Regions from separate parts of the Mus musculus genome. Here region 1 is linked to region 2. The links are chromatin contacts, called in public Hi-C maps. All regions are on one chromosome and are shown on one strand. Each heading gives the region's core, a stretch centred on a gene start, on an enhancer-like site or on the middle of the called end of the contact. The rest is flanking DNA. Distances are from core to core; before and after follow the strand shown.

The links. A called contact is a pair of places that touch in the nucleus more often than the background predicts.
Region 1: a Hi-C map of liver shows a contact between it and region 2, with 2.8 times the contacts expected there. The contact joins two enhancer-like sites. A contact is called at or near these places in 2 of 484 Hi-C or Micro-C datasets (both in liver).

The regions. Positions count from the first base shown.
Region 1 is chr16:24,303,610-24,306,970 of GRCm38.p6, reverse strand. No RefSeq gene overlaps it. Among named protein-coding and RNA genes, the nearest start is that of Gm38456, 9.1 kb to the right of the region's middle. Within about 2 kb of position 1,435, at least 4 of the 459 cell types and tissues checked have an H3K27ac peak or open chromatin away from gene starts, as enhancers often do. A contact at or near this core is called in liver, where this site is marked.
Region 2 is chr16:24,482,169-24,485,987 of GRCm38.p6, reverse strand. All of the region lies in intron 3 of Lpp (LIM domain containing preferred translocation partner in lipoma), which reads right to left. Among named protein-coding and RNA genes, the nearest start is that of Gm24440, 78 kb to the right of the region's middle. Within about 2 kb of position 1,982, at least 28 of the 459 cell types and tissues checked have an H3K27ac peak or open chromatin away from gene starts, as enhancers often do. A contact at or near this core is called in liver, where this site is marked.

The DNA of each region.
Region 1 (3,361 bases), core at 186-2,685, 180 kb after region 2:
GACATCAGGGGTGGATGAAAGGAGCAGGAGGGATAAGTAGGGGGAGGTTGGAGAGAGAGAGAGTATGGGGAGAGAGAAGGGGACATCTCTGGGATGAGCTAGAAACACAGACCAATGGAAATCCCCAGGAATCTTTGTGGGTGACCATAGCTAAGACTCCTAGCCATCTTTTGCAACCAGAAAAGACTTTCAGTGGAGGTACTGGGATGCCATCCCGGCCACAAAACCTTAGAGCCAAAATTTGTCTTACCTACAAGATATACAGGGGTAAAGATGGAACAGAAATTGAGGGAATGACCAGTTGATGACTGTTGGCCAAGCTGTACTTGCAGACAGGAACCTAGCATAACTCTCATTGACAGGCTTCACCCAGCAACTGATGGAAACAGATGCAGAGACCCACTGCCAAACATTAGTCAGAGCTTGAGGAATTCAAAGAAAGAGGGGGAGGAAGGATTGAAGGAGCCAGAGAAGTCAAGAACAACACAAGAAAACCTACAGAATCAACTAACCTTGGCCCATATGGCCAAGTTGACTGAATTGCCAGAGAGCATGCATGGGACGGACCTAGGCCCTCAGTACAGAGGTAACAATTGTGCAGCTCAGTCTTCATGTGGGTGTCCTGACAACAGAGGAAGGGGCTGTCTCTGAAACCTGTTGACCATCCTTGGATCCCTTTCCCTTAACTGGGCTGTTTTGTGAAGCTTCCGCAAGAGAAGATGGGCCTAGTTTAGCCACAAATTGCTATGCCAAGGAGGGTTGATATCTGTAGAAAATCCAGTGATGGGCCAAATGGATAGGATATCCCTTTTCTGAAGAGAAAGAGAGGATGGGACAATGGGGGTGGAGAGGGAGGAGATGAGAGGGGGAGATTGGGAGGAGAGGTGAGAGGGGAAGATGTGATCAGGATATAAAGTAACTAAAAAACAAAACAAAACAAAACAAGAAAATTACACTACTTTCTTATATTTTCTCAGGTCATGATGGATTAAAACTAGAAGTGAAAGGGCAGGCCAGGTTGGTCAGTGTTAAGAGCACTTGACCTTGCAGAGGACCCAGCACCCAAATGGCAGCTGACAACTGTCTGTAACTCCAGTTCCAGGGGAACTGATGCCCTCTTCTGACTTCTAGGTCACCAGGCATGCACATGGTATACAGATATGTATATAGGCAAAGCACTCATGAACATAAAATAAAGGAGTCAAATCCAAAGTGTAGCGATAACTTTTCTTCACAATGGGTGACTCTGCATTTTCAATGGTTAATTCTGCACTGGCAGAGAGCTGAGTGCTGGCAGGGTTTTGGTGCTATCAGTTCTCTGGCCTGACACTGGATTTTTCTGTTTTGTAAATATTTGTCCTTCCTCACATGCCCAGGGCAACCTAGAATTGTATCAGAGATTGTCTCACTAGTGATGGGCTGTAATAAACATCTGATGTCCAATAACTGGGCAGGAAGGAGGAGGGTGGAACTTCTGGACAGAGAGAATGAAGGGAAAGAATGCAGCAATGGGAGAGTCAGAGAAGGGACACCAAAGGGAACAGATGGGGAGCAAAGAAAGATGTAGATCTAGTCATGTGGTAGGTCATAGGCAAGATCGTCAGGATAAGCTGGATGAGGTAGCTGGAGACTGCCCCAGTTGAAGGGCTGAGCTTTAAGCTATTTTAAAAGCACCCGTGTCATTATACCACTGGCAGGTCTGCAGGAAGACCTGCTATAAAAAAAACAAATAATGAAAAACTAGAAGCCAATAACAAGAGAAGCTACAAAACATATGGAGACTGGCTAATATGCTCTTTTACAAACAGTGAGCCATTTAGATAATTAAAATGTGCCCAGAACAGGTTCCAATGAAAGTACAACCCGTTAGAAACCCCACTGGCACAGCTAAGGCTGATCTAAGAGGGCAGCTTATAGCTATAAGTGACTGTGCTCACAAAGTACCAGAGAGATCTCAAGTAAATAACCTGACTGTATTGGTTAACTTCTCTACTGCTTTGATAAAATACCACGACCAAAAAGTACTTTAGAGGAAAGAAAGGCTTATTTGGCTCATGGTGCACAATCAACCATTGAACAAAGTCAGGTTAGGAACTCAAGGCAGAAAGCAAGAGACAGGACCGTGGAGGGAAGCTGCTTGCCAGCTAATTCCTTGGCTCACTCATTCTTCCTTTATGGTGCATCCACAGGCTTATACTTAGCTAGTTTTCTTATTTTGTTTTGTTTTAATTATAGGTATGTATGTGTTTCTGTGTTTATATTTGTAAAGAGGTATGCGAGTACCCCGAGAGGCCACAGGAAGTGTCCAGATGCTCTGGAGTTGGAGTTATAGGCATTGTAAGCCACTGACATGGGTGCTGGGGACTGAACTTGGGTCCTCTGCAAGAATAGTAAATGCTCTTAATCACTGCCCATATCTTCGGACCCTTTGCTAAATTTTCTTACAGTCTAGGAGCCCCTGCCTATACAATGGTGCCACCCATGGTAACCTTGGTTTTTTTAAAGCAGTTAAAATGTTCAAGACAACTCATTACAGTTATGTGCATAGACCAGCTTCATTGAAAGCAATTATTCAATTGATATTCTTTTTCTGATGATCCTAGGCTGCGTCAAGTTGATAGTCAATGCTAACTCAGTCATATATAACTCATGACTTCATAAAAACAAGAACCAGCCGTACCCTAAAGCATCAGGTAAAAAAATAATAACAATAAAGATTATGTACTTACATATTTACACAATATGATGTACACACTTAATAAAAGTCCACAGAATTGATCAAACAAAAAGTTAAATCCATTGAAAGGATAAACAAGATTGACAAATCACTAGCCAAACAGACCAAAAAGAATTCTCAAAGTGAAAACTAGAGATTAGAAAGGGGGTAGTTGCAACAGGTTCCCTCCAGGGAACATTAAGTAATACTTTGAAAATTTAGGTCCTCTCAAACTGGAAAATCCATAAGAAAAGGACAAATTCATAGACACACGTGAGCCCCCAAAATTGGACTAAGGGACCCACTGCTGAATTCATTTTCTGAGATAACTTCAAAACTCCTGAAACTGTGCCACAGTATAGAAAGGGAAAGGACACTAGAAAACTCATTCAAAATACCCAGTATTGCCCCATCACCAAGACTGGTAAGAACAAAACAAAGAAAGAAAACAAGATAGAAGTCTTCCTAATAGACACTTTCTTGTAAATCATATTCAAGAGCTCACTACAAAAGCCCTATAGCATGATCCAGTTCTTTGCGTTCAAGGATTGTTTAACATTTAAGTTAATAAATATAATACAGCACATAAGTAGACCTCAGAGAAGACCTCCCAAGATCATCTTAATAGATTCAGAAAAGGCCTTT
Region 2 (3,819 bases), core at 733-3,232:
GTACCCTCATTTCAGCCTATCCAACAAGTGATTACTTGAACTCCTAAGTCCTTCTCCCAGCTCATCACTAATTCTTAGAATCATTTCTTCATTCTTGACCCAGTCTCACTGCAGACATCCCCAAATCTTCCTTCTCTCATGCCCTGCCTGACTGTACGTTAGGACCTCTCTCTCCATACTGCCAAGAAGAGGACCTTGGATGGCTGGCCACACCTCACCAACCGCGCCTCTACCTTACCCCTGCAAGAGCAACTTTTCTTCCTTAGGACCACAGTTTCGCATCATAATCTCTCTACACTTGAATATGCAATGTTAAATGCAAATGTGTAGCAGCTGCTGCTCAGGTTTTTTTTTTTTTAAGGGTTTCTAGAGGCTGGACACATGGCTCAGTAGTTAAAAGCACTGGCTGCTCTTCCAGAGAACCTGAGTTTGATTCCCAGCATCAACCTGACAGCTCACAACCATCTGTAACTACAATTTCAGGGGATCTAGCGCCCTCTTCTGGCTTCTGCAGGCACCAAATACACAGCAGCACACAGGCAAACATGGAAGCAAAACAGTCATACGCAAAATTATCTTTTGTTTTTAAAGAAAAACAATGTACAAGACATATCATTTTAGTAAAAAAGTTCATGGCATTGAAAACTGTGGTTATTTATGCCTCACATAAATAAACTGTAAACATAGCCATACATGTGAGCACGTGCACACGTGCACATTTAGACACACTGGGGAAGAGAGAGAGTAGGAAGGAATGGGGGGGGGGCGAGGGTGCTAGAAAACTTTTTTCCAAAAATTTAACAACGATCATTAAAGCAGAATGTATTCAGGGGTAAATTTTATTTTCTACTTTGTATTTTCCTGCCCTGCTTCAAATTCACTATAGTGCTTAGAAATCATTCAAGTGATAAGACCATCTAGAAATAAAAGAGAACAAAATAAAATGCAAACTAGAAGAAAACAAAAGACTCCAGAGGAAAAAGCACACGTTTGCCCTCAGGGTGTGGCAGGGCATCTATGCTCCAAGTCTTACTGTCCATCCCAGACACCTCTAGGCTAAACATGGCACACTGGAAGGCGGTATCCTTTCTTTCTCTTCTTTTCCGGTGCTTGGAATTGACTCCAAGGTCTAAAGAGGCTCTGCCACTGAGCTGCAGCCCCACTAGGCAATGCTCTTTGAAATCTCTCCTGCCATTTGTAGCTTGGCTCAGCTAAGATCCATTACTATAAATGAGGATAATATAGGGACAGCTGTAGTCTTCCAGAACCTTCCCTCAAAGGAACAAAAGCCCTTGGAATCTCTTAGGATCCCAAACAGAAAAAGAGGGTAGAGCATGCCTTCCCAGCACCCACTGTCGGCCACACCCTGCCCGTCATAAGGTTACACACCAAATGCTACAGAAACGGTGTGTTGAACTCCAGTCGCGTTGATTTCATTGTTCTGTAGCTTTCTTCATATAGCTGCTGCTGGGGCACAGCTCAGGCACAAAAAGGACACCCAAGCCCTTTGAAATACTAGATATTTAATCACTATGCCACCACGAAATCCACTTTGGCACCAGAGCAATGGTGACAGTATGTGTTGTAGCTCAGTTTTTGTGCTGAGAATGAAAACAGTCTACCTATAGAACCAGCGACCATCTCTACCAGTTATTACTGACACACACCAGCACAGGATACCCCTACAATGCTACATCGATCAAACAAGCGCAGGCTTCATAGCTCTAACTAGAAGTGCTCACGGTGAGTTTTGTTTTCTTTTTGATTTCTAGTCAGCAATTATTGGATTTTCTACATGACATTTCATTGTTATCATATTTAAAAGAAAAGAAGAAGGTGGTGGCCCCATAGGAAGATATGCCAACAACCAGCACCTTGAAGAGACAGCATCTCTCTTCAAGCTGAAGCTGGGGCTGCCTCAGAGGCACGAGTGCAGGGAACAGGCTGTAACTAGGTCACTGGATTTTGCTTCCTCACAGTAGACCTTTTGCACATGCTCGCCGGAGCTTCCAAGAGCTCAGGAGGCTAACTCTGTACAACTGCTGCGATGGACTAAAAGTGATCCAGTTACTCATGGAATCCATGCTGGAATGAGTCCCATGTTCCTGGCACGGCAGAAGGTGCCAGAAGTAAGCAGAGGCTACCCCACCCTCCTGAAGTGGACAGTGGCAGACGCTCGAGGTACAATGTGATGAGTCCTAAATGTTCCCCCTCGGAGCAGTGTGTGGCTCTAGTGAAGGGAAGATTATTTCTCGCTGGGAAAATGACAGGTGGCTTCAGGACAGTGAGTGTTCCACCACCAGGAGGTACCGGAACAAGTCGGGATGGGACAGATCCAAGGCCAGGGTACAGCTCAGCTGGCTGGCACCCAGGGGCAATGAAGAATGACCTTAATTTTGGAGAGAACACACAGTGACAGGCGACGGACTTTGGGTATTTCCACAGCAGAAAGGCAGACTGTCACTGTATGCACTGGATGCGCCTAGGGAGCATGACAACTGAAGTGGATCTTTTGTAAATTCAAGTTGGTGCAGGAAGCAAAAGGGAGACACTACAAACAAATATCCCAGTCACTGTAAACAAGACATGGTATGCTCCGGAGTACAACTGTGGGGAATGACACTTCATGACTGGAAATGACATCCGGCCAGGGTTGCCAATCTGGTGTGGAGGTAAGTAGTGAAGAAGGGAAGATGACAAAGGCCACTGCTCTGTCTTCAGGTGGCTCTCACTGATACAGTCTGGATGGCCCACTCGATTCAACGTACACTCATGCCGTTCTTATACCATCCTCTCCACTGCCTTGGACACCTGAAAAGGGCTCAGTAAATAAACTCTCAGTAAGTAACATTGTGATATTGACTGGTTGCTGGTTTCAAAACATCAAAAAAAGGAATGAAAACAAGAAGCAGGTGTTCTCCTCCCTAAGGAGACAGGCAGAAGAAAGCTAAGACCCAGGGCCTCAACCCAGCCCATTCCAGTACCAACCTAAAAGGGGAAACCTAACCATGGTTATGAATCCAAAGCTCCCAGGTGATTTTACCATGCAGCCATGGGAGAGCGTGATGGCTAGGTGGAAGCACTGACCACTGAGCACGGGGATCACAGGAATATTCCAGAAAAGCCCGCTCTCTTGCAACATCTGTTTCCCTGGCTTTGCTTCAAGAATGAGCTTCTTGTAATGACAAGGTCGGGACTGGCTGGACCTCTCGGCAGACCCTTGAAAACACCAATCAAGGGTCTCTTCTTGCAAAGGGGGCCCAGGGCTAACCTTGTCATATTCTACTCATGACGGCAGAGGGAGAGGTGAACAAGCTGAGTCTCCAGCCCTTGGTGTTGGAGAACTGCAGTGGGTAATTAACACATTGATTTTGCAGTGAGCTAAGCAAACAGCAAATAAATACACTCTCCTATTCCAAGGGTCCTCTCAACCTCTCCAAGCCTCAGTTTCCACATCTGCAAAGTGGAAAATTACAGTGTATGTCTAACATGTTTTTTTCCAGTATATCCAAGATTAGCTATGATGTTAACATCACAGTGATTATGCAGCAAATAAATTAACATGAGGATATAAAATGCTCTACAAATTGTGTTCCATGACAAGATTATCTGCTGAAAACAAAGACTAGAAGTACATGCAGGAGACAAACAATGTATAGGTCATATATGTACATACGTGTGTACACACACACATCTGAAACAGGCAAGAGGATGAGAAGGTAGTGGATATGGAAGCCATTTATAGGTAAACTGGTCCAAGGACGCTGAGGACCTTCCCCAGTGGCACTGGCACCTCCCTAGACAAATAAAGATCTATTG